Regions from separate parts of the Mus musculus genome. Here all the other regions are linked to region 4. Evidence: chromatin contacts called from public Hi-C, Micro-C and promoter capture Hi-C data. All regions are on one chromosome and are shown on one strand. Each heading gives the region's core, a stretch centred on a gene start, on an enhancer-like site or on the middle of the called end of the contact. The rest is flanking DNA. Distances are from core to core; before and after follow the strand shown. Region 1 holds the start of Ltn1 (listerin E3 ubiquitin protein ligase 1). Region 2 holds the start of Usp16 (ubiquitin specific peptidase 16). Region 3 has its middle 35 kb from the start of Gm38477. Region 4 holds the start of Adamts5 (a disintegrin-like and metallopeptidase (reprolysin type) with thrombospondin type 1 motif, 5 (aggrecanase-2)).

What was found. Promoter capture Hi-C pulls out the DNA fragments that hold promoters and counts their contacts. A called contact is a pair of places that touch in the nucleus more often than the background predicts.
Region 1: a promoter capture Hi-C map of embryonic stem cells shows a contact between it and region 4, with 3 times the contacts expected there. The contact joins the promoter of Ltn1 here to the promoter of Adamts5 in region 4. A contact is called at or near these places in 3 of 39 promoter capture datasets (cranial neural crest, embryonic stem cells and hippocampal neurons) and 1 of 115 datasets of contacts at active chromatin or transcription factors (astrocytes).
Region 2: a Micro-C map of embryonic stem cells shows a contact between it and region 4, with 5 times the contacts expected there. The contact joins the promoter of Usp16 here to the promoter of Adamts5 in region 4. A contact is called at or near these places in 1 of 39 promoter capture datasets (hippocampal neurons) and 1 of 484 Hi-C or Micro-C datasets (embryonic stem cells).
Region 3: a Hi-C map of uterus shows a contact between it and region 4, with 2.7 times the contacts expected there. The contact joins the enhancer-like site here to the promoter of Adamts5 in region 4. A contact is called at or near these places in 2 of 484 Hi-C or Micro-C datasets (bone marrow-derived macrophages and uterus), 1 of 115 datasets of contacts at active chromatin or transcription factors (fibro-adipogenic progenitors) and 2 of 9 other capture datasets (adipose tissue and embryonic stem cells).

Annotation. Positions count from the first base shown.
Region 1 is chr16:87,429,404-87,434,934 of GRCm38.p6, forward strand. It overlaps Ltn1 (listerin E3 ubiquitin protein ligase 1), which reads right to left and starts at 3,203. Exons shown (of 30, transcript NM_001081068.1): 1 at 3,023-3,203. The coding sequence starts at 3,064. Rwdd2b (RWD domain containing 2B) reads right to left here. Exons shown (of 5, transcript NM_016924.2): 5 at 3,928-5,223. The coding sequence ends at 4,989.
Region 2 is chr16:87,451,331-87,456,755 of GRCm38.p6, forward strand. Usp16 (ubiquitin specific peptidase 16) reads left to right here and starts at 3,655. Exons shown (of 18, transcript NM_024258.2): 1 at 3,655-3,772.
Region 3 is chr16:87,081,397-87,086,954 of GRCm38.p6, forward strand. No RefSeq gene overlaps it. Among named protein-coding and RNA genes, the nearest start is that of Gm38477, 35 kb to the left of the region's middle. Within about 2 kb of position 2,360, at least 8 of the 459 cell types and tissues checked have an H3K27ac peak or open chromatin away from gene starts, as enhancers often do. A contact at or near this core is called in uterus, where this site is marked.
Region 4 is chr16:85,898,914-85,904,370 of GRCm38.p6, forward strand. Adamts5 (a disintegrin-like and metallopeptidase (reprolysin type) with thrombospondin type 1 motif, 5 (aggrecanase-2)) reads right to left here and starts at 2,212. Exons shown (of 8, transcript NM_011782.2): 1 at 251-2,212. The coding sequence starts at 1,354. It overlaps Gm46558 (a long non-coding RNA gene), which reads left to right and starts at 887. Exons shown (of 3, transcript XR_001781962.2): 1 at 887-1,084; 2 at 1,918-5,457.

The DNA.
Region 1 (5,531 bases), core at 1,953-4,452, 1.5 Mb after region 4:
CTGCCTTGTGTCTTATTATTTTGAAGTCTGGTATAGATAAACGAATCCCTGCATCTCAGAGCACACCCATCAGTCATGCCAAATGGTGGGACATCTCCAGGAAACTCACTTGCTTGCCACAGCCTGTCCTACATGGGTTCTGACACATTCTCCCACTATTCAATATCCTAGATCCTGCTCAAAATTTCCTATGTATAATATATGCTCTCTCATAATTTAGCCTTCACATAATCTTTTCTCTCCATCTGAGGGCCCTTCCTTCCTTCTCAATGCCTGACAAACTTCTATCCTTCAAGACAGTAGTGTTTGCAATGCGCTTCTCCCTCAGACCAATCAGCACTCTCTTCTGTTCTTTCAGTCTTTCCACTCATACATTCATACCTATTTCCTAATTGTTTCATACGCCATAATATTTTCTTAGAAATCTGTGCCTATCATTAAACAGATACTTCAAGAATAGCAAGCAGAAGCTAGCTGTGTGGTGGTACAAAACTGTAATCCCACAATCCCAGCACTGGGAGGGTTGGTGTGAGAATCAGGATGTCAGAGTCAGGCTCAGCTACATAATTAGATCAAGTCCAGCCTGAATGATACATATGAGACCCAGTTTCAAAACAAAGGAAAGAGCAGTTAGCCATGTTAGTGGTACAGCCCTGTAACCTCAGCACTAAGGAGCCTGGAACAAGAAGATCACAAGTGTGAGGCCAGCCTAGGCTACACAAGAAGTCGCAGACCAGGCTATCCCACATTGTAAAATCCCATCTCAAAACAAAAAGTCAAAACAACAAAAAAGACATGTATCTACTAAAATCTACAAATATATATGGCTCCCAGCACTATTTTCTATTGAACAAATGCTACTTTTAAGTTCAAGTCCAGGCCCAGCAAGATGGTTCCGAGGATAAATCGCTTGCTATGCAAGCTGTCAGACAATCTGGACTTCCATCCCGGAAACCCACAAAAAGGGAAAGGAGAATGGACTCCTGAAAGGCGTCCTCTCAGCGCGCCCCCTATGACGTAACATTTTAAAAACTAAACTTCAAGCCCCAACTCTGAAGCTTCCAGGCTACACAAATTTAAGCAAGTAAACTTCTCTAAACTTCAGTTAGATCACCCTTCAAATGAGGTAAGAGCAATCATTTCACTCTTTGTCATTTGCGATACCAACAGTAACTCTGAAGTACTGCAGGAAGAATTTAATCCCAGCAGGGTGTGAAAATCTTTAGGGGTAAGTATGTCTAACCACAGACTGCAACACCACATATTTCTTATTATCCAATGGAAAAAGATAACTTTACAATGCTCAACACTAAGCAAATGCCACTGAGAAAGGAAAAAATAAAACAAAAACAAAACAAAACAAAAAAGAATAATAAAGGGGGGGAAGGCACCCTGGTCTACAGAGCTGGCTAGTTCCAGAACAGAGAAACACTGTCTTAAAGGGGAAAAAAAAGTATTGTACACTTCTGGAATGATATACTGAAAATGTTATCATACAAAGCATGGTCAAAAATGGCTTAGCTGGAATCAATAGAAGGAAACAATTAGATGAGACTAAACAAAGCCAACCAATGGCCAACTCTTCCTGGTCATTATGACATAAAAAACACGCTCATTTAGGATGTATGAAATGGAAAACTGTCTAAATCAAAAGACTTCAAAGTATAAGTTGTTTTTATGTGTCTTTTAATGTATTCCCTGCCAAAGGGAACAAGTGATACTTGACTGAGTCATAAATGCTTTGAAAATGTTATTATCTAAAAACAACTTTAAGTCAGTCCTGGTGGTGCATGCCTTTAATCCCAGCACTGTAGAGACAGAGGCAGGCACATCTGTGAACGACTTCCAGGACAGGTGAGCTACAAAGAGAAACTGCCTTGATAAACCAAAATCAAAATAAAATAAAAACAGAATTAAATCTATAAAAGTTAGTAGAAATACAAATTGTAAGTCTACATGTTATATTTGTGTACTCCACCATGGTTAAAGTTTCACATGTTATATGAAGAATGACACTGTTTTTAGAATACATAAGGTAGAGAACTTGGGTGTTAAATACTGAGATCAACTCTCCTAAGGGTCAGCAAAATTTATAAATTAAGAGATGAGGGACTGGAAGGATGGCTCAGTGGTTAAGAGCACTGACTGTTCTTCCAAAGGTCCAGAGTTCAAATCTCAGCAACCACATGATGGCTCACAACCATCTGTAACAAAATTTAACTCCCTCTTCCGGGGTGTCTGAAGACAGCTACAGTGTACTCACATATAATAAATAAATAAATCTAAAAAAAAAATGGTGGAACAGGTCTATAAAAGCGAACTGTGTGTGTGTGTGTGTGTGTGTGTGTGTGTGTGTATGTGTGTGTGATCCATCAGGATAAAGGCTGCAGAGAAACACCTGCCTTTAAGATACTTTCAAAGCGCCAGGTGGTGGTGGCACACGCTTTTAATCCCAGCACTTGGGAGGCAGAGGCAGGAGAATTTCTGAGTTCCAGGCCAGCCTGGTCTACAGAATGAGTTCCAGGACAGCCAGGGCTATACAGGATGCATTAAGGTATCTAGAGCCACCTAACATATGGCCATCCGAAGCCTGCCAGGCCAGCCAAGTTCGTGGCAAGTTCAGGGTGGCCAGAGTGAAGCAGGAAAAGCGAGGTAAGCTTGAGACCAGAGACCCAACGGGTGACACCGACCTGACACCGGGCATACCACCGACGGGCTCGGGCCTTGGCAAGGAGGGACTGAGCGAGTGAAGCCCACGCTTGCTTCTTCCCTCCCACAGCTCCTACACAAGCTCGGCCACCCACGAGGGCCGCCCGGGTGCTCACTGTCACCGTTTCCCGATGACACCTCCCTCCCTGGGCGCGCTCCGTTTCCCAGATCCGGCGTGAAACGTCGTTTGGGTCCCAACTCCTCGACTTGTCCACCCGCGGGGACGCACACACCGGGAGGTCACACTCTTCCCTCACGGCCCTCTGGACACCCGGGCCGCAGGCCGCGGGGCTACCATCACCACAGGACTCACCCTGAGGTTCCCCTTAGTCCGCTGCTTGTTCTTCCCGCCCATGGTGGCGGTGGCAGCCCGGCTCTCAGTCTGCAGAGCCGAAGTTGACACGGGCGGGCCACAACTTCCGGTCCCTCGCGCCGGAAGGGGATTCACTGTAGCCACTTCCCCCTCGCCCTCCCAGCCTTTCGGCTTCCTACTTCCGCTCCCGCCTCCCTGTCAGGACTCTGACCATCCGCTGCCTGAAACGTAACAAAGAAGGCCACGCCTGCCTGAGTGGCGTCACTGCTGACCAATAAGAAACCAGCGTTGAGCCCGTGGCGCCAAACCTGTCCGAGATATTTGTAGTGGAGAGATTTCCTTCCTAGTGTGTAGGAATTTGCTCTTCCAGAGGTCCTGAGTTCGATTCCCAGCAACCACATGGTAGCTCACAACCATCTGCAATGGGATCTGACGCCCTTTTCTGGTGTGTCTGAAGAAAGCTACAGTGTACTCATATAAATAAAATAAATCTTTAAAAATAAAATGAAATAATAAAAGCAGAGGAGTTGGGGCGACTAACTTGGTAGAGTGCTTTCCTGGCATTCCTGAAGGCTGAGTTTGATTCCCTACATTGAGCAAACCAGGTCTGCTGGCACACCCTCCCAATACCAGCACTGAAGACACAGAGAAGAGGAGAATCACAAATTTAAGGTCAGCTTTGCACACTTAAAGTTCAAGGGCAGCCTGGGATATATGAAAATCTATCTCGAAATAGGAAATAAAAAGAAAAAAGAATCATCAGGTCACATAGGCATGAGACACTGTCTTAAAGAAACAACAAGAAACCATTTGAGCTCTACTCATGCCCCAGTCTTCAGCGATGCAAGGCCAGATAGGGGCCAAATCTAAACACATGCAATTTGAAATGAACCACAAACACCAATGAGGAAGGCTTTATACTGTTTGTACTTTAAAAGACAGGGTAGTTTCAAACTTCTGACTACTGATAACAAGCACAGATTGTTTAAAATTTCATTTTATTTCAAAGGTCTGGAGACAGGCTGGGATTAACATTGGGTCCGCATGTGGCAAGGTGTCTTGTACAATGACATCTCTGAGATAGCTTGGCCCTTTCTCTTGCCATCACTTCAGGGGCCATGGCAGAAAGAGAAGAGAGGCAAATTCATCCCCAGAAATCCTGCACTGTAACCTACAGCCCAATGCAGCTGCAAGAGAGGCCAGGAGGGTGAACAGGCAGCTTTTCCAGGTTCCTAGTGAAGGCAGAAGAGTGTGGGAAATCCCTAGCAAGTCGAACCATCAAAATTACCTTCACATATAATTTGTCTTTCAAGTTTCATGAGACAGAGCCTCGTGTAGCCCAGCTGGCCTTCAACTTCCCATCCTCCTGCCTCTACTTCCCAAGTGCTGGGATTATAAGCATGTGCCTTCAGATCCAGCTCACGTCAAGAAATTTCCACCAAGCTGTAGAGATGGCTCAGAGGTTAAAAGGGTGCACTGCTCTTGCAGAGGACCCAAGTTTGGCTCCCAGCACCCACACCGGGTACCTCACAACCTCCTGTAACTCCAGCTCCAGGGGATCTGATACCCCAAATATATTTACATGTTTATGTTCATGCATGCACCCTTGGAGGACAGAGTACATCAAATGCCCTGAAGTAAAGACATATAGGTAGTTATGAGCTCCCTGCCAGGGGTGCTGGGAACTGAACTTAGGTCCTTGGCACTAGCAGCATATGCTCTTAACTTCTGAGTCATTTCTCCACCCTTCTCACTTAGTAATTTAAAGCTTACAAGTCGAAACCCAGTTTTTCTCTCAGGCATGGCAAGTTTTAACTGATACATTTCAGCCATATTAATTTTCTTCTTGTGACCCCAACCCTAGTACATCCTAGAATGGAGCTGAAATTGAATTTCAAGGAAAAACAGGAAGAAATGATCAACAGAGGAACAGTGAGCCAACAGGTCTGACTTCCCCTCTGCTCAGTCACTGTCCTTCTACACCAAAGAACATCTGGAAAACATCCCCACATCCCCTGGCATTTAAGAACTGATACAGCTGGCCAAAGTCCATGTGGTTTCCTCTGGCTCCGTGGACACTGAAGGCCTTTTCTTCAAGAATGGGAAATTTCCGCTGTCCTTCCATTCCGCCGGCTGTACCGTCAAGAGGAATGTCTTCTCGATGACGAATTAAAATCCTCTTCCAGTTTAGTTTTCTGAGTCTGAAACATAGTTTTTCAGAGTAGAAAATTTCAAAACATATTTTGTACAGAAGTGAGCTAGAATCTGTAAGACAGACTTATCAGAGTTGGTAGTGAGGGCACACGCATTAACCCCAGGACATGGGAGGCAGAATTCAGATCTCTGTGAATTGGAGACCAGCCTGGTCTGCATAAAGTGTTCTACACCGGCCAAGGCTATATAGTGATATCCTGTCTCAAAAACCAAACAACAAAGGATTACTTGCCAGTGTGTGTTCCTGTAAGCACGGAGATACTCTCACAGGGGCTTACTTTCCTCAAATGGTTCT
Region 2 (5,425 bases), core at 2,405-4,904, 1.6 Mb after region 4:
GGCAGGATTAATATAGTAAAAATGGCCATCTTACCAAAAGCAATCTACATATTCAATGCAATCCCCATCAAAATTCCAACCCAATTCTTCATAGAGTTAGAAAGATCAATTCTCAAATTCATTTGGAATAACAAAACACCTAGAATAATGAAAAATATTCTCAACAATAAAAGTCCTCTTCTGGTGGAACCACCATCCCTAAACTCAAGCTGTCCTGCAGAACAATAGTGATAAATAACTACATGGTACTGGTACAAAGACAGGCAGGTAGATCAATGGAATAGAATTGAAGACCCAGAAATGAACCCACACACCTATGGTCACTTGATCTTTGACAAGGGAGCAAAAACCATCCAGTGGAAAAAAGACAGCATTTTCAACAAATGCTGGCAGTTAGCATGCAGAAGAATGCAAATGGATCCATTCTTATCTCCTTGTACAAAGCTCAAGTCCAAGTGGATAAAGGACCTCCACATAAAACCAGACACACTGAAACTAATAGAAGAGAAAATGGGGACAAGTCTCAAACACATGGGCATGGGGGAAAATTTCCTTAACAGAACACCAATGGCTTATGCTTTAAGATCAACAATTGACAAACGGAACCTCATAAAATTGAAAAGCTTCTGTAAATCAAAGGACACTGTCAACAGGACAAAACGGCAAGCTACAGATTGGGAAAAGATATTTACCAACCCTATATCTGATAGAGGGTAATATCCAAAATATACAAAGAACTCTAGAAAGTAGACTCCAGAGAACCAAATAACCCTATTAAAAAGTGGAGTACAGAGCTAAATAGAGAATTCTCAACTGAGGAATCTCGAATGGCTGAGAAGTACTTAAAGAAATGTTCAATTTCCTTAGTCATCAGGGAAATGCAAATCAAAACAACTCTGAGATTCCCCTCACACCAATCAGAATGGCTAAGATCAAAATCTAAGGTGACAACAGATGTTGGTGAGGATATGGAGAAAGAGGAACATTCCTAAATTGCTTGTCAGACTACAGGCTGGTACAACCACTTCAGAAATCAGTTTGGTGGTTGCTGAGAAAATTGGAAATAGTTCTATCTAAGGATCTAGCTATACCACTCCTGAGCATACCCAAAAGATGCTCCACTATATAACAAGGACACATGCTTCACTATGTTCATAGCAGCCTTGTTTATAATAGCCAGAAGCTGGAAAGAACCCAGATGTCCCTCAACAGATAAATGGATACAGAAAATGTGGTATATTTACACAATGAATTACTGCACAGCGATTAAAAACAATGACTTCATGAAATTCTCAGGCAAATGGATGGAACTAGAAAATATCATCCTGAGTGAAGTAACCCAGTCACAAAGAACACACATGGCATGTACTCACTGATAAGCGGATGTTAGCCCAAAAGCTCACAATGCTCATGAGTCAGCCCCACTTAGACTTCTAAGCTCTAAGTGGAGCTTAGAAGGAAGGAAGACCAGGGTGTGGATACTTCAGTCCTGCATTGAGGGGGATGGGGACAGGAAATAGAGGGAGAGGGGAAACTGGGAGGGAAAGAGGAGGGGGAGGAAATAAGGGGGAACAGTGTCAGAAACTGGAGGAGATATAAGAGAGTTACAGAGGGTCAGGAAATCAAATAAAAATATGTAGCAGGGTGGATGGGGAACTGGGGATAGCCACTGGAGGGTCCCAGGCACCAGGGACCTCCCAGGACTCAATGGGAATGACTTTAGCCAAAATTCGTAGAGAAGGTGGAGATAGAACCTGTTGAGACCACCTCCAGTGGGTAAGCATGAACCCTGGTCCACGGATGGGGCCACCCACTCATCTCAAAAATTTTAATTCAGAAATGTTCCTGTCCAAAGGAAGAACAGGGACAAAAATGGAACAGAAACTGAAGGAAGGGCAAACCAGGGACTGCCCCACCTGGGGATCCATCATGTCCTCAGACACCAAACCCAACACTTGAGGTGGTCAAGAGGCTCTTGTTGACAGGAACCTAGTATGGTGGTTCCTTGGGAGATCCCGCCAGCAGCTGACAAATGCAGATGTGAATGCTTGGAGCCAACCATCACACGGAGCTGAGGGAACCTAGTGGTGGTAAGGGGCTGGCAGAAGGGCTGGAGCAGCAGGGGATTGCAAACATAGGCTGGCCTGACTACCCAGTTTTCCCAGAGTCTAGACCACCAACTAAGGAGAGTACCTGGAGGGATCCATGGCTCCAAACATATAGGTAGCAGAGGATGCCCTTGCCTGACAGCAATGGGAGGGGAAGCCCTTTGTCCCAGGGAGGTTTGAGCCCCAGCATACAAGGATGCCAGAGAGGTGGGGCTGGAGAGTGTGGGTGGGTGGGGGAGCACCCTCATATAGGCAGAGTGGAGTGGGGAGGGCACATGTGGGATGAGAAGTTGGTGGAGGGGTAACTGGGAACTGGGATATCATTTGAGATATAAACCAATAGAGTGATTAATTAAAAAAAATTATACTGGCCAATTTTCCAGTTTTATGCTACTATTTCAACATAGTTTTATCTGACAACTAGTAAGTTTGAATATTTCATTTGCAATCTTTTAGAAGGCCATATATCTAGAAATGAGCTCAAGCTGGACTATGGAAGGATTTCGGGTGGTTAGATAAAAAGCCAACATTCCTCGGGATCTTTGAGGTTTGAGGAACCTTGAGGGTTTGTTTTCTCCCCAAAAGGACTCATGTCCCTTGCCTCTGACAGAAGGGACATGATTCTCCATTAATATACACTCGCGGTTGCCTATGATAGGTCTAGATAAGTCTAGAACTGGCCTCTAGGCTCCCTCAGTCCCGGTTCACAAGTACACATCTCAAAGCCTTCACCCTAGCCCGCAGGACCTTCTCTCATCTGGGTCCTGATTCCCGTTCTCTTTGCCCCTTCCTTGCCCCCGACTCTTCTGGCTACTTTTTTTTTTTTTCAATCGTGCTATGTCCATCCACTCTTCTTTCCCACTCTCTTGCTTCCCTAGCCCTGGCCTTCCTCTCTCTGCACTGGACTCTTCCCGATGCCTTTGAGTAGTTTTTCTCTTATTCACAATAAAAACCTTCCCCCTAACTGAGCGGCAGTTTCAAGTGGTTTCTTTATGGCATCCCCTCGCACACACCATCAACTGTTCTTTTACCGTGTTGCTTACTTCTGCCTATTTTGCTACTAACACGCACAGGTAGTTTTCTGTGATTACTGTCTCCGCTGAGGTCCGCTTAACGGGTGCTACAAAAGACTCGGCACAGAGTGTGTAGTTACTGTTTCTCGTCAACCAACCGCAACTCAAATCTTCAGGACTTTACACTGTAACATTCCCCTTTAATTCCTGTCAGTTTGGACAAGGTCAGCAAGGTGAAGGCTGGGGTTGGAAGAAAGAACACTCACATTTATAAGCGAGTGGGACAGGATTAGGGGAAAGGAGAGACGTGTGTAATTACGTCGCTCTCTTGGCCATCCTGCAGAAATAACGTATTTAAGAGAGGTAGCCATGAAGGACTTTCCAAGCCAAGGGCCAGGACCCGTCATCCACTCCCTAGGAGGATTTAAATTACTCCACAGTTAACACTGCAGTGAACACGTGGCGGGCCTCCCACGCACCCACCCCAAGGGAGGCCGAGCCATTTCCCACAATGCCGCGTTCCGGAAGTTGCCTCTCCGGGAGGGTGGCTGGTTCCACCGCGTCGCTCTCTCTGCGTCACCTGGAGGAAGCGGAGCTGGCGGCCGGCTCCGGGCCCGTCGCGGGAGGCAGTTATGGGCGCCGTCGCCCCGGGTGAGTACCGGCCACCCCCGCCGCCGCCACACTCCCGCCCTGCCTCGGCCTCATCCTCATCTACTGCGGGTGCTGTCGGCTCCAGGGCCGGCCCGGTGGGCGCCGAGCAGTCGGTAGGGCCGGCGGGCGACGGGAAGGGTGGCTGGGCGGGCGGCTGGCGTGCGAGCTCCGGGGAGCGCCCGGTGACACCGTGTGCGTTGTAAGCGCGGCTGGCGCTGCCACCTCCGGGTGACAGCCTACGTCGAAACTGGAGAGCCACGTTGTAGAGAGACCTGCTGACAGGGGCTTTCCGACATTGCCTTGGTGGTGATGATGGCTTAGCGAAGGCAGAGGAGGACCGGGAGGGCAGAAAAGGAAAGCAGCCGGCTGGATAGGAGGCTGACAGCAGGAGTTGTGATTTCAGCCAAGGGAGGGAGCCGCGAGCGAGTAGTTGGACCAAGGTGGCAATTCTCGTCTGAAAACTCCCCTGGACGCTGCGGGACCGAGCATTACTGTTTTATAGACGCCGTTCCCACGGCGCAGCAGTGACCTTCACAGCTGTCAGAAGTTTACTGTAGCTCCTTCAGTAGCATCGACTGACACTTCAGTCATGGGTTTGGTTGCCCTAATTAAAAGTTTGTCTTTCAAGTTTCCCTCTGCTGTCTCAAGGGAAGCTGCAGTCCTTAAACCAGATCTTCTAGCTCTGTCTCCACAACTGAAGGCTTATGATTTAATTAATGTCCGCATGTCCGCCTTTTTCTTTTACACCTGAAGTTGTGCCTTCTCAGGTAATATTCTCTCTCATCTCATCTCATCTCATCTCTCTGTCCCTCTGTCCGTCCGTCCGTCCGTCCGTCCATCTGACCACCTCGCTGTAGCTGGCCTGGAGCTTTGTAACTGCCTACTTTTGCGGTGCTGGGATTAAAGGTGTGCGCCATTAGCGGAGGAAGTTTTTCTTGAGGACCTACTATGTACTCACAGTATGCTATAGGCAAGATAGAAATTCTGCCCAGAACCAGTTCTTTCTCCTAAGGCTTCGGATTTCAGAGGAGGGTGGGGGTAGGGTGGGAGGGGGAGGGGGAGAGGGAGGAAAGGAGAGAGAAATTGTTCAGATTATAGATTTGAAAAGCAGTTTACTGTGGTAGAGAAACAGATACAGGATAGTACATATCTTTTTCCTCTCTGTCCCTCTCTGTGTGTTTGCTTTGTTCTTCGAGACAAGGTCTTCTTGTACAGCTTTGGCTGTCTTGGAACTCGCTCCATAGACCAGGCTGGCCTTCAACGCGGCTAATGCAGGTTTTCTTAAATCTTCATTAAAACCTGGTGGTGATGTTGGCACACGCCTTTAATCCCAGCATTGTGGGAGGCAGAGGTAGTTGGATCTCTGGAGGGTTAGGTCAGCCGGGACTAGAGTGGTTTTGTTTTTAAATTTCTTTCTTTAGTGAGTATCTTCATTTAAAAGATGATCGTGAAAATCAAACATGATGGTTTTGGAACTGTCTCGTTAATTGTTTTTGTTGATGAGTTATGAGTCAGGATTGCTAGTACGTTGGGGCCAGGTTGAAGGGGACAAGTTCTAGAGTATAAACTTGGATGTTTTGGCTGTTTAATAGGTTCATTAGAGTGATATACAAATGACGCTATCTGAAGATGAATCTTGCACTAATGTGGCAC
Region 3 (5,558 bases), core at 1,110-3,609, 1.2 Mb after region 4:
CCAAAGAGTACACATAGAGGGACCCATGGCTCCAGTCACATATGTAGCAGAGGATAACCATGTCGGTCATCAATGAGAGGAGAGGACCTTGGTCCTGTGAAGGTTCTATGCCCCAGTGTAGGGGAATGGCAGGGTGGGGAGGCAGGAGTGGGTGGGTGAACACCCTCATAGAAGCAGGGGGAGTGAGGATGAGATAGGGGGTTTCTGGAGGGAAAACCGGGAAAGGGGATAACATTTGAAATGTAAATAAAGAAAATATTCAATAAAAAATATTTTATACTAAGTAAAAAAATATCTTAAGACCTTTGTGAGTAGATATATTTTAATACTTTGCTAAATTTATGGATTATTGTTTTGTCTTTTAGCAACATCTTTGATAAATTGGTTTATAAATTAAAACTACTTTTCTTGTATGCTCTTTTCCTTTTGTATGTTACTTAGGACGTTGTTGCCTACCTTATGATGGTGCACGTGCACTCTAAGGCTTCCTTCTATTGACTTTTTTTTTTTAGATATTTTCTTTATTTACATTTCAAATGTTATCCCGAAAGTTCCCTATACCATCCCCCCCACCCTGCTCCCCTACCCACCCACTCCCACTTCTTGGCCCTGGCATTCACCTGTACTGGGGCATATAAAGTTTGTAAGACCAAAGGGCCTCTCTCCCCAATGATGGCCAACTAGGCCATCTTCTGCTACATATGCAGCTAGAGACATGAGCTCTAGGGGTACTGGTTAGTTCATATTGTTGTTCCACCTATAGGGTTGCAGACCCCTTTTCTTGGGTACTTTCTCTAGCTCCTCTATTGAGAGCCCTGTGTTCTATCCTATAGATGACTCTGAGCATCCACTTCTGTATTTGCCAGGCATCGGCATAGCCTCACTTGAGATAGCTATATCAGGGTCATTTCAGCAAAATCTTGCTGGCATATGCAATAGTGTCTGGGTTTGGTGGCTGATTATGGGATGGATCCCCGGGTGGAGTAGTCTATGTATGGTCCATCCTTTCATCTTAGCTCCAAACTTTGTCTCTGTAACTCCTTCCATTCCATAGAGAACATGGGAACAACAATCAAACTTTCCAGAACTCCTTCTATTGTCTTAGACACTGACTCTTACATTTTGTTCTGTGATTCTTCCCAGTGCATTCTTTGATCCATTACCTAGAGGTTAATTTTCAGAATCTCCTTGCTCTTGAAAATTAGGAAACCCTGCCCCAGTGAGAAGCAGAGCAGCCCTGATAATTAAAAACACTGCTGCGTGCAACCATAAGGAGAGGACATGATGAGTCAAACTCTTGTCTCTGGGCACCAAAACAAGCCATGGTCAGAGGGTTCTGACCTCTCACCCTGCTTGATATGCTCCCTTTCATGACAGACCTATCGTGGGACCTTACTCCTCAGGGTGGACCCTTTTTACCACCAGGTTCTCCTCTTCTAAGTTCCTCAGCAACCAGGGTTGCCAGGTACCATTTAGGTCACTGGGACTTATTTGAATTTCCGTTAAGCAAAGTAGACTTATTAAAGTTAATTAATAATCCTAAATGAAAACATAAGAGTTATAACGTGTTCCAAATATTCCATGGAATAAATTTATACTAAAAAGAAAAAAAGAAAGAGAGGCAGATAGATAGATAGATAGATAGATAGATAGATAGATAGATAGATAGATAGATAGAGAGCATACTTATTGCCTATCTGAAATACAAAGGTAACAGGGCACCCTGTACTCTTGTTTGCTGTATCTGGGAATTTGGCCTACATACCTTCTAAATCCTAGTTCATTAAGGTTTCCTGAATCACCTTTTTTCTGTCCATCTCTAGATGAAAGATTCTTGGAGAAGATGTTTTATTTATATGCCATATCAGTAGCTCCCTAATTACCTCAAAAACTGTAATCACAATACCCTTCACCATCTGTTAAAAGCAAGAAACATTTCAAGCACAATATCATATCTTACACATTTAATTCCTCTTCTTGCTTTTAGGATAACCCTAAACTCCTAAACTTGGCAGTCATTGCTGCCAATTTATCTCCCCTGCTTCTCTCTAAGCAGTCAGTATCTTTCACACTCCTTACGCTCTTCCATTATAAGGAAGACTTTTGTTCAGTCAAAAGTCTAAACTCCGACCTTTGGTTCTAATATACACACATAAATTCTCTTTCAGCTGATCACATAAATCTCCCTAATCCTTCTGCTATGCCTTGGTCTGTTCACTATCAGATATATTCCTACTTTGCTCTGCCTCAGCTCTCCACACCACCACTCTGCTTGTGGGGATGACTTCATCACCTGGCAATTGACCCTGAACAGAAGAGATTGGCAGTCCTTGTTAGTCACACATGTTTATAGCCTGGGAGATGGACATTGCAGGCCACAGGGGTCACAGAGGAGCTACCTTCACACTCAAGAGCACAGTGACCCACCAGGGGCTGTGGAAGGCAGACATTACAGTGTAAGCAGATAAGACAGCATCAAGTTCCAGAGGAAGAGCGTAGATAACTTGTTTAAGTTGTGATCTGCCGGGGTTCTGAACTCCTTACTCAGTTGTAAGCAGACACTGCTCTTAATCTCCTTGATAAGAAAACCTTTAGGCTGAGGGCGCTTGTGGAGAACAGTAAAGAACGTGCATTTGTTACTTTCCTTGTTGCTGTGGCCAAATACTAAACAAAAAGTAGCTGAAGGGAAGGCTGTGCTCTAGATCCCGATTTGAGGTTACACAGCACCATGGTAGAGAAGCGTGGGTGCGAGAGAGGCTTTTGACTGTGGTACCAAATGTTGGCAGCTGCATGCTCCAATTTAGTGATGTCAGGAAGCAGAATGCTGGAGCACAGCTTCCCTTCTTTATCCATCCAGGACCCCACCCTCTGGGATGGTGCTGCCTGTATTCAGGGTAAGTCTTCCTCTCCCTTTGACTAACTCTCCAGACATTCTCTCATAGATATGCCCAATTATATACACTCTAGATGCTTCTGAATTTAACCAATTTGAAACTGAAGATTAATCATTACAGGACAGAAATTGTATTTGACTACTCCCACAGTCAATGCAGCTTAGGTCTGGACATGACATCACTCCTAACAGAGGTGTAAAAATGTTTAACTGTTTATGCCTCCTTCTTGGATAGCATCCAGAAGATGTCAGATGCACTTGTCCCTAAATGCAGGATTATAGTGAATCATTGTCCAAGATTCTGCTCAGTGAATTCGTTGCCTTCATGGGCTCTGGTTCCACTGAACTATGACTCTTGATCATGCTTTCAGTAACTGGGATAGGGATACCTTAAATTCAGTAGGTGATAAGATCAAGCAATAGAAAGTCAACAGTCACGTGAATGATTCTTACCCATATCAACATAATGCATTTTGTTGGTATTAGTCTTGATTCCCTAATTATAAGTAACTCTGGTTATACATCGTTGTATGGCACCGAATTGTGACAGTATATTATCCAATTCTGTGTTATTTCATAACATTCATTTGGGGAATCTGGTAATCTGGTTATAACAAATGGTTATATAAATATATGAATATGTATATATGTTTAAAGTACATAGGAATTATATATTCTTGTGGTTTCTTTTGACTATGTTTGAACATCTCATGCTTTCCTCATCACTGTGTGTACATAATAGTGACTGTCAGTTTCACAGGATCTAGAATCAACAGGAAGAAAAGCTCTTGGAATAGCCTGGGAGAGAGTGTCCAGACTAGATTGCTTCAGATGAGAAGACCCACCTTCAACAGACAGTTCCATTCCTTGGGCTGAGTCCTGAACTTTAAACTGGGTGGCAGGAAAAGCACACCCATCCTGAGTTGCTTTTCAAAGGTATTTTGTCACAACAATGAGAAAAGTTAATAAAATGGTTTAATAACATTTTAACTCACGTATATGTCGCCATGAGTCTGGCGATTTTTTTTTCCTACAAATTATGCTCTAGTAAACTTGATTCAAAATAAACCACAATTTAAAGTAAGGCATTTCAGGACATACAATAAAAGTATATTTTCATAAGGTCATAAAGGCAGGCAGTATTGAATATCCCACCTTAGAATATACCTTTATTAATTCGCACATTTAAAATTATAAATTCTTAAGAAAGTTAAGTGAGTATTCTACAACATAAATGAATCTGAACAGAGAAGTTGCTTTTAGTAGAAAGTATACATTTTTGTTAGTCTGAGTTAACAGGAAGAACATTAGCCTGGGTCCAGTTCCCTGTTCAGTAATGCTGAAAAATGTTCCCATAGGGAATGCAAAGGCCTGGCTTCATTTTCCTCCACTTTCATGGCTTAGCTATTGACTCTGGTGAGTAACCTTTCTTCGAAAAGGCTTAATTCCCAAGCTCGCCTCACTTTGAAGGTAGCTTAAGTCATGCCTAAAACTTTAAAGTGTCAATTTGACTGACAAAGCATAAAAGAAACTAGGTGGTAGGTTTCCTTGTACAAACAAATGGTTGCTAGACCACTCTTAGGAATTTCTAAGAGATGGAGAAATCTGACAGTAGGCAAAAACAGATTTTCTTGCCAAAAGCAAACATCATCAATTTCTGGGTACACTGTATGCCTTGTCTTCTCCTCATGAGCCTGAGGGACACACCTGGGCAGGAAAGTTCCTCTGATAGAAGTCAGCCAGCCACTCTCCATGGGGGATGGGGGTGGAGAAGACCCTAGAACAGTACCCACTTGGCTTACGTTGGCCCATTCCCATCCCATCACCTCAGGGAAGGGAGCAGCTCTGTGCAGGACTCTGCCAGGTGAGGTGGTTCTGAGAAGGAATGTTACCCAGGGGAAGGGCTAGGTGGGCAGGGAAGAACTCTCCAGCAGGTTACTTGCCCAGTCTTGCTTAGCATCCCCACCCAGTTCAGCACAAATGACAGCATTCCCTGGCTCCTGGTACATCATCCTAACCATTCTTACCAAGTGTGTTGCCACAGCATACATCCCTAATGAGATATAGGCACCTGTAGCATGCACACGAGGGCTTTCCTTGTTCCTTGCAAAAACCAGTAAAAAGAAGATGTCACCAAAACCTTGCCATGAGGTTGGCCTTCTCCGAGAAACTTCCTTCCACCCAAAAAGGAACAATTGCAGCACATGAAACACTCAGTATCTTGGGAAATTTGTTGCTGTCATCTTCATTCTATTATGTCATGTTGTGCTCCTGTTGTGATTTCTGTATTTCTCAAAAATAAATTCAAAAGGAAATTTAAACACACACTCACACACACACACACACACACACACCTGCTCCTTTCCTTTCCATTCCTGCTCTGACCTTAAGCAGAACAATAACAAAAACGTATTATTAAACTTTTACCATAACCCTGTCCTTACATGAGCACTATCTCCCCCCTGGTATCCATGAGTCTCATGCGAACTTCAGAAGAGTAAACGTCTTGCCTGCTCATACAAAGAAAAGTCTTTCTATGAAGCAGATTCACTGTACCACGATTACCATAAGTGAGAAACTAATGAGACAAAACACACGTAGTATTAGTCACACGAAAGGAATTGTTATATATACATAAGCATCAAAGAACAAAAGAAGCCCGAGG
Region 4 (5,457 bases), core at 962-3,461:
TGTCTGACTGGCGTCCAGCCTTAGCGAGTGTTGATCTCATAAAGTCGCCTCACTTAAAGCAGAGATTACTGCAGAGGCTCACCGAAACACCTGAGTGTAAGTGGGGGCTGAGTGGTTTGCATGCAAGATGCATTTAAGTAAATCTCTATTGAGTGACAAGTCCTTTATGGGAGAAGCAGAGCCACTAGCAAGACCTGCCCTTCCACCAGTCTTTGTATCCCAGGGCTGGGCACCCACCTTCTGTACCTACCTCTCGGGTGAACAGGATGGCTGCATCGTAGTGCTCTTCGTGATCATCCCCTAGCTGGTTATGTTGGTGCTGCCATTTGCAAAAGTTCTTGAGGGTCGTGGCCGCATTCTTGCTCACCTCCAGACTCGTGTCCTTGTCCGTCAGCACCACCACCTTCACCACCGCCAGGCGGATGTGGTTCTCAATGCTTGCATGACTGTACAGCCTGTTGGCGATGGAGGCCAGGGTCAGCAGGTAATGCTGCAGGCCCCGCCCATACATCCTGGCCATGGACGAGTCAGCCACCAAGAGGAGCTCCACCTGGCGGGCCCTGGAGATGGAACGGCGCCTACGCCTCCACCAAGTCTGAGGTCCCGCGTTCCCAGATGGCGAGAAAGCTGAGTGGTCCAGCAGCTGCGGGGCCAGCGCTGAGCGTCTCCTAGATCTACTGTGCACCGAGGGGCTCTCTTGGGGCCCAGATGGGGATGCAGGAGTCTCGCAACTGGCGCGTGGCGGCAGGGCCTCGAAGCTAAAGCCCTCGCGGTTGTAGACATGCAGGATGCGGGAAGATCCATCCCCATAAATTCGTTCATACTCTGCCCAGGACCCACGCAGGAGTGGCTTTAGAGTGTAGCGCGCATGCTTGACTGCAAAGAAGCCATCGAGACCCCCGCAGAGGTCAAAGACAGCTAGGGATCGAGGGCTGCCGTCCACGGTGCCTCTGTAGAAACAGTGACCCCGGTGGCCAGAGGATGCGCTCAGCCCTCCTCCTGCAGTAACGATGCTACCAGCAGCACCCACTGTGTCATCTCTCTCCAGGTCCAGCAGGAACCTCCGGCCGCCCGCGTAGACAAGGTAGCCCACTTTGCCACCGCCAGAGTAGAGTTGGTCTATATTCTGGACCAGCCCGCCGCTCCTGCGCTGCCCGGCCAAGGGTTGTAAATGGCCTCGCTCCCGTGTTTCCTCCCCCTGCGGCTGGTCCGGCTCGGCGGCCGCTGCTGCAGCCTGAGGCTGCCTGGTTTTATCCTGGGCAGGTGCCGCGGCGGGGCTGTCAGCGGCCAGGGACAGGCAGGACGCGCTCAGCAGCAGCAGTAGCAGCAACAAGGGCGCCCACTCGAGCCGCATAGTGCGCTGCCCGCCGGGAGGGGCTGCGCGACTGAGTCTAGCTGGATGCTTGCTATTTGCTATAGAAGTTTCAGGGGCGGGGGTGGGGGGCTCGCCCTCCCACCCACCCACCCACAGCCGCACACTCTACACACTGGCGTGCAAGGTTGAGTCAAGTGTCCAGGAAAGGGTAGGGGGAATCCGCAGCAGAGAGCCAGCCTGGCCTGGCACCGGTGCCACTGTGAGAACTTTTTCTTTGTTGGTTTGGAAAATGTTTGGAATGGAGGTCCAAGAGACGGAGGAAGAAAAATTTTAAATAAAATAAAAGAAAAAAAATTAAATAAAGGGTGGTGTTGGTGGGAGTAAAAGCCAAGAGGTGGAGAGCAACCAAATACAAAAAAGGAGAGAGGCCCAACGCAGACAAGATCTTTGCACAAACAGATCAAAACAAACGAGCTAAGAGAGTAAGAAGGGCGACCGCGCTGGCCCGCAACTGGTGCGCGTCCGCTCCCGCCCCCTCGAAGCCCGGGGCTGGCGGGCTGCAAAGCTTCCAAGCTCCGACCCACTTCCTTTCTTATTCTCAGGGCTTCCTCGGCTCCGCTGGAACCCGAAGGCAGGGAGAAATGAGACGGGAGAAAAGAAAAGGAAAGAAAGCAAGCAAAGGAAACACCTAAAAATGTTTAAAATCAAAAGCTAGGAGGCGGCCTGCGGAGAGCCAGCGAGGCGGCGCGTCCCGGTCCCTTCCGTTGCCGCGTCCTCCCGCCCGGGATCATCCCCAGTCGGCTGCTACGGGCGCGGAGAGCGGCTCAGGCGCTGTGAAGATGCGAGGAGGTGGGACAATGAATTTATAGCGGCGTGCCATCCTGCAATGGCAATTTCAACAATTCGTCACTGCACGCTGCCTCTTAAAGGGAGAGCTTCCCCCACCACTCCCACCCTTCCCGGTCCGCGCCTAATCTGATGGGGGAGGGAGCAGCGAGAGGAGGAGGGTGATCGAGGAAAGGCAGACCGGGAAGGAGGAAGGGGCCAGAACCTAGCAAGGTGGAAGGAGGGACAAAGGAGGGAGTAAGGGTGAGAAAGAGATTGAGAGAGAAAAAGTATTTGGGCAGAAAACAAGAAAATTCTCTTGGCCTCATTTAAAGCCACAGCAACTCCGGTTCTGTGTGGTATTTCACAACCAATCGGGGTTGGCTAACCTCGGCTTACCTCATCTCCTGAAGGGGTGTTTTGGTGTGTTTTTAAAGTCTCTCTCTGCCTCCTTCCCCTTGCTGTTCTTGAGCGGGATATGAAGTTCTTGCTTCATTTTGCCGGCCAGTGCGCTCTGGCCTTGTAGACCTGGTAACTTCACTGGTCAGGGCAGCCGCCTGTGCAACCCCAAGTCCCTCTCTCTTTTCCCTGGTTCTCTCCAGTCGGTCCCGGTAGCTGATTTCCAGCCTCCTCATCTCCTAGCTTGTTCACGTTCCAACACTTGCTGACTTCGGGCTAGGGGTGACTAACTTCTCCCGGCCATCAGCTGAGCAGCCAGGCAGCCACCGGTGCTTCCTGGCGCGTCTCTGGGCATGCAGCACTGCGGTGACCCCAACAGGGCCGGCTGCGGCCTGGGAAGTCCTTGGCTTTGTGTATAAATGGCGGTACTCCCAGCTTTTTTTCCAGGGCATAGTTGGTCAGTGCCCACAATCTGTCACTTATCCCAGCCACTGGAACTCTGAGCTGTAGGATGTCAGGGTGGGAAAGAGTTAACTCTTGAAGGGGAATCTGCACCCCCACCCCAGACTTTTACATTTGTGCTCACACTTTCTGGCAAACACTCCTTTGTTTGTTTACTTGCTACTCTTCTTATAAGTCAGCCACTCACTGTCAGCCCTCTCATTTTCAAAGCTCATATCCCAGGGAAGAATACTTGAGGGGAGGTGATTGGTGGTTATTAGTAGGCAGGTGGCATGGCCCCTGCTACTCAGTTCCTCCATCCTTTGTTTCCTCTAATTATCAATTCTAAGAAGGTGAAAGGAAACCCTAGTGACTTTCTCACAGCAAGTTGACCTGTGCCAGGGTCCAGTACTGGTCTCTGCACACACCCCGGGATAATTTACACATCTCCATCCCTTTTAACTCCACTCCTTCAGAGGAGAGCAGGCACACTTACATAGCTTTTTCAGATGATACATTCTCACGGAAGGTACCACGAGGGCCAAGACTGGAGAAGGCCAAACAACAGTTAAAGTAAAAGAGGGCATGGATTTGAGAGAGAACAAGGTGTGTGTGGGGTGGACGGGTGGAGGAGTCCGAGAGAGCCTGAATGGATCCTGAAATATATCGGGACATAGAAGGAGGATGCTGCTGAAAGCACTTGTGTTTCGATTCTCAAGATGCTCAGGTAGGTTTCCAGTAGTTAATATTACAAGGCAATGGGCAGGTAGTAAAGGCAGAGAATGGAGGCACCAGCAATCTTCTCTGTCTCCCAGCAACCTTCAGCTTTGTGATGACCCAAGTCACTCCAGGGAAGATTACCTGGTACCTATTTGTGTAGTAGTGGTCAGAGTAAGAATGGCCCCAATAAGGTCATATGAGGTCTCCAGTTGGCGGGAAAGTTTAGGAAGAATTCGGAGGCGCGGCTTTTTTAGAGGAGGTGCATCACTCAGGGGAATCAAGATGTGAGCTCTCAACTGGTCCTGCCATCATGGACTCAAACCCTCTGAAACTGTAAGCTCAAAAGACATTTTTAATTTTTATTATTTTATTTTGTCCTAATCATGTTATTTTTTGCCACAGCAATTGCTAAATAACCAAGATAAAACTTTATTTCTTTTATAGCACCTCCAGGAGGAAAAAAAATGCACAGTATTTCAGTGTTTGGGATCAAAGGCTCCAAAACAAACTATATTTGAAACACGAAACTTACTCATCTGTGTCTCAAAGGATCTTTTACAAAACAAGTATTTCAGGTGACCCTGGGGTAAGGCTATTAACTGCAATTCTTTTCATTTCTGATCAGGTTCCTTATGAAGAAGGTTAAAGGATTCCCCAATGACTTTGTCCTCCCTGACACCTTTTTTATCTCTGAAAAATAAAATGTTGCTTTCCAAAAGGGACTCAATCTAAATCTCATGCCTTCATGTCTGATAAATGAGTGACATTAGAATTCAGACCAAATAACCAAATGTTTGGAAATATGTTAAGGGCAGATTTGTTTCAAAATGTGAGCATAAAATAGTAAGTATTTATTGGAAGTACTTGTCACAGGGATGGAGCAGATAGAGCTTGAGATACAATGAGTAAATTTTTATTGAAGGAGGGTTTTTTTGTTTGTTTGTTTGTTTGTTTGTTTGCTTTTTTGTGGTTTTTTTTGTGTGTGTGTTTTTGTTATTTGTTTATTTGTTTGTTTGTTTTCCTGGCTATGTATTCAGTTTTCATGGAAGGTTCTTGTAACATTGTAGAAAGTTTGTTACTGATTGAAACAAAGACACTGCACCAGTGAATCAGTGCAATCTGAGATGTTCTGTAGCAGAAATGTTTCCATATTAATTTACAGTCATATTGAAGTAGGTGAAAATAACAGTCTTTATCTTTGAAATAGGAAGAAAAACTACGTTGTCTACCATGTTTAGCTGGAGCCATTGATTACCTTTTTGCTTTAACAGCTATTTTTGTACATAGGTAATAAGAATTATTTTTAATACATTTATTGGATACATGATCCACAATCAGTTTATAAACTTTACATTTCCTCAAATAAAGATTTTCTACTGTAGAATGCTACAAGTTCAAAGTTACCATGGGGATTTATTGTGAATTAGTTCTAATGATTTGATTTAATCAGGAATCTGTGTTTCCAAACATTGAAGGTCCTTGTCCCCAGTTGGTTTTTGATCAATCAATAAAGATGCCAGCAGCTAATGGCTGGGCAAAGGGAGATGGGGTGGGACTTTTAGACTTGCTTGGCTAAGACACAAAGAGGAACAGAGAATTGCCATTACTGGGGGGCGGGGGGAGCAGGATGTGACGCAGGAGCTGCAGAAGAGAGAGCCAACCAGCCATGTGAGAATTCAGGTGGGTGGTCACTCAACACTTCCCCTATAGGTCTGGGGTAGCAGGGGAAGGTTTAGGAATGTCCAGCCTTTGAGGTA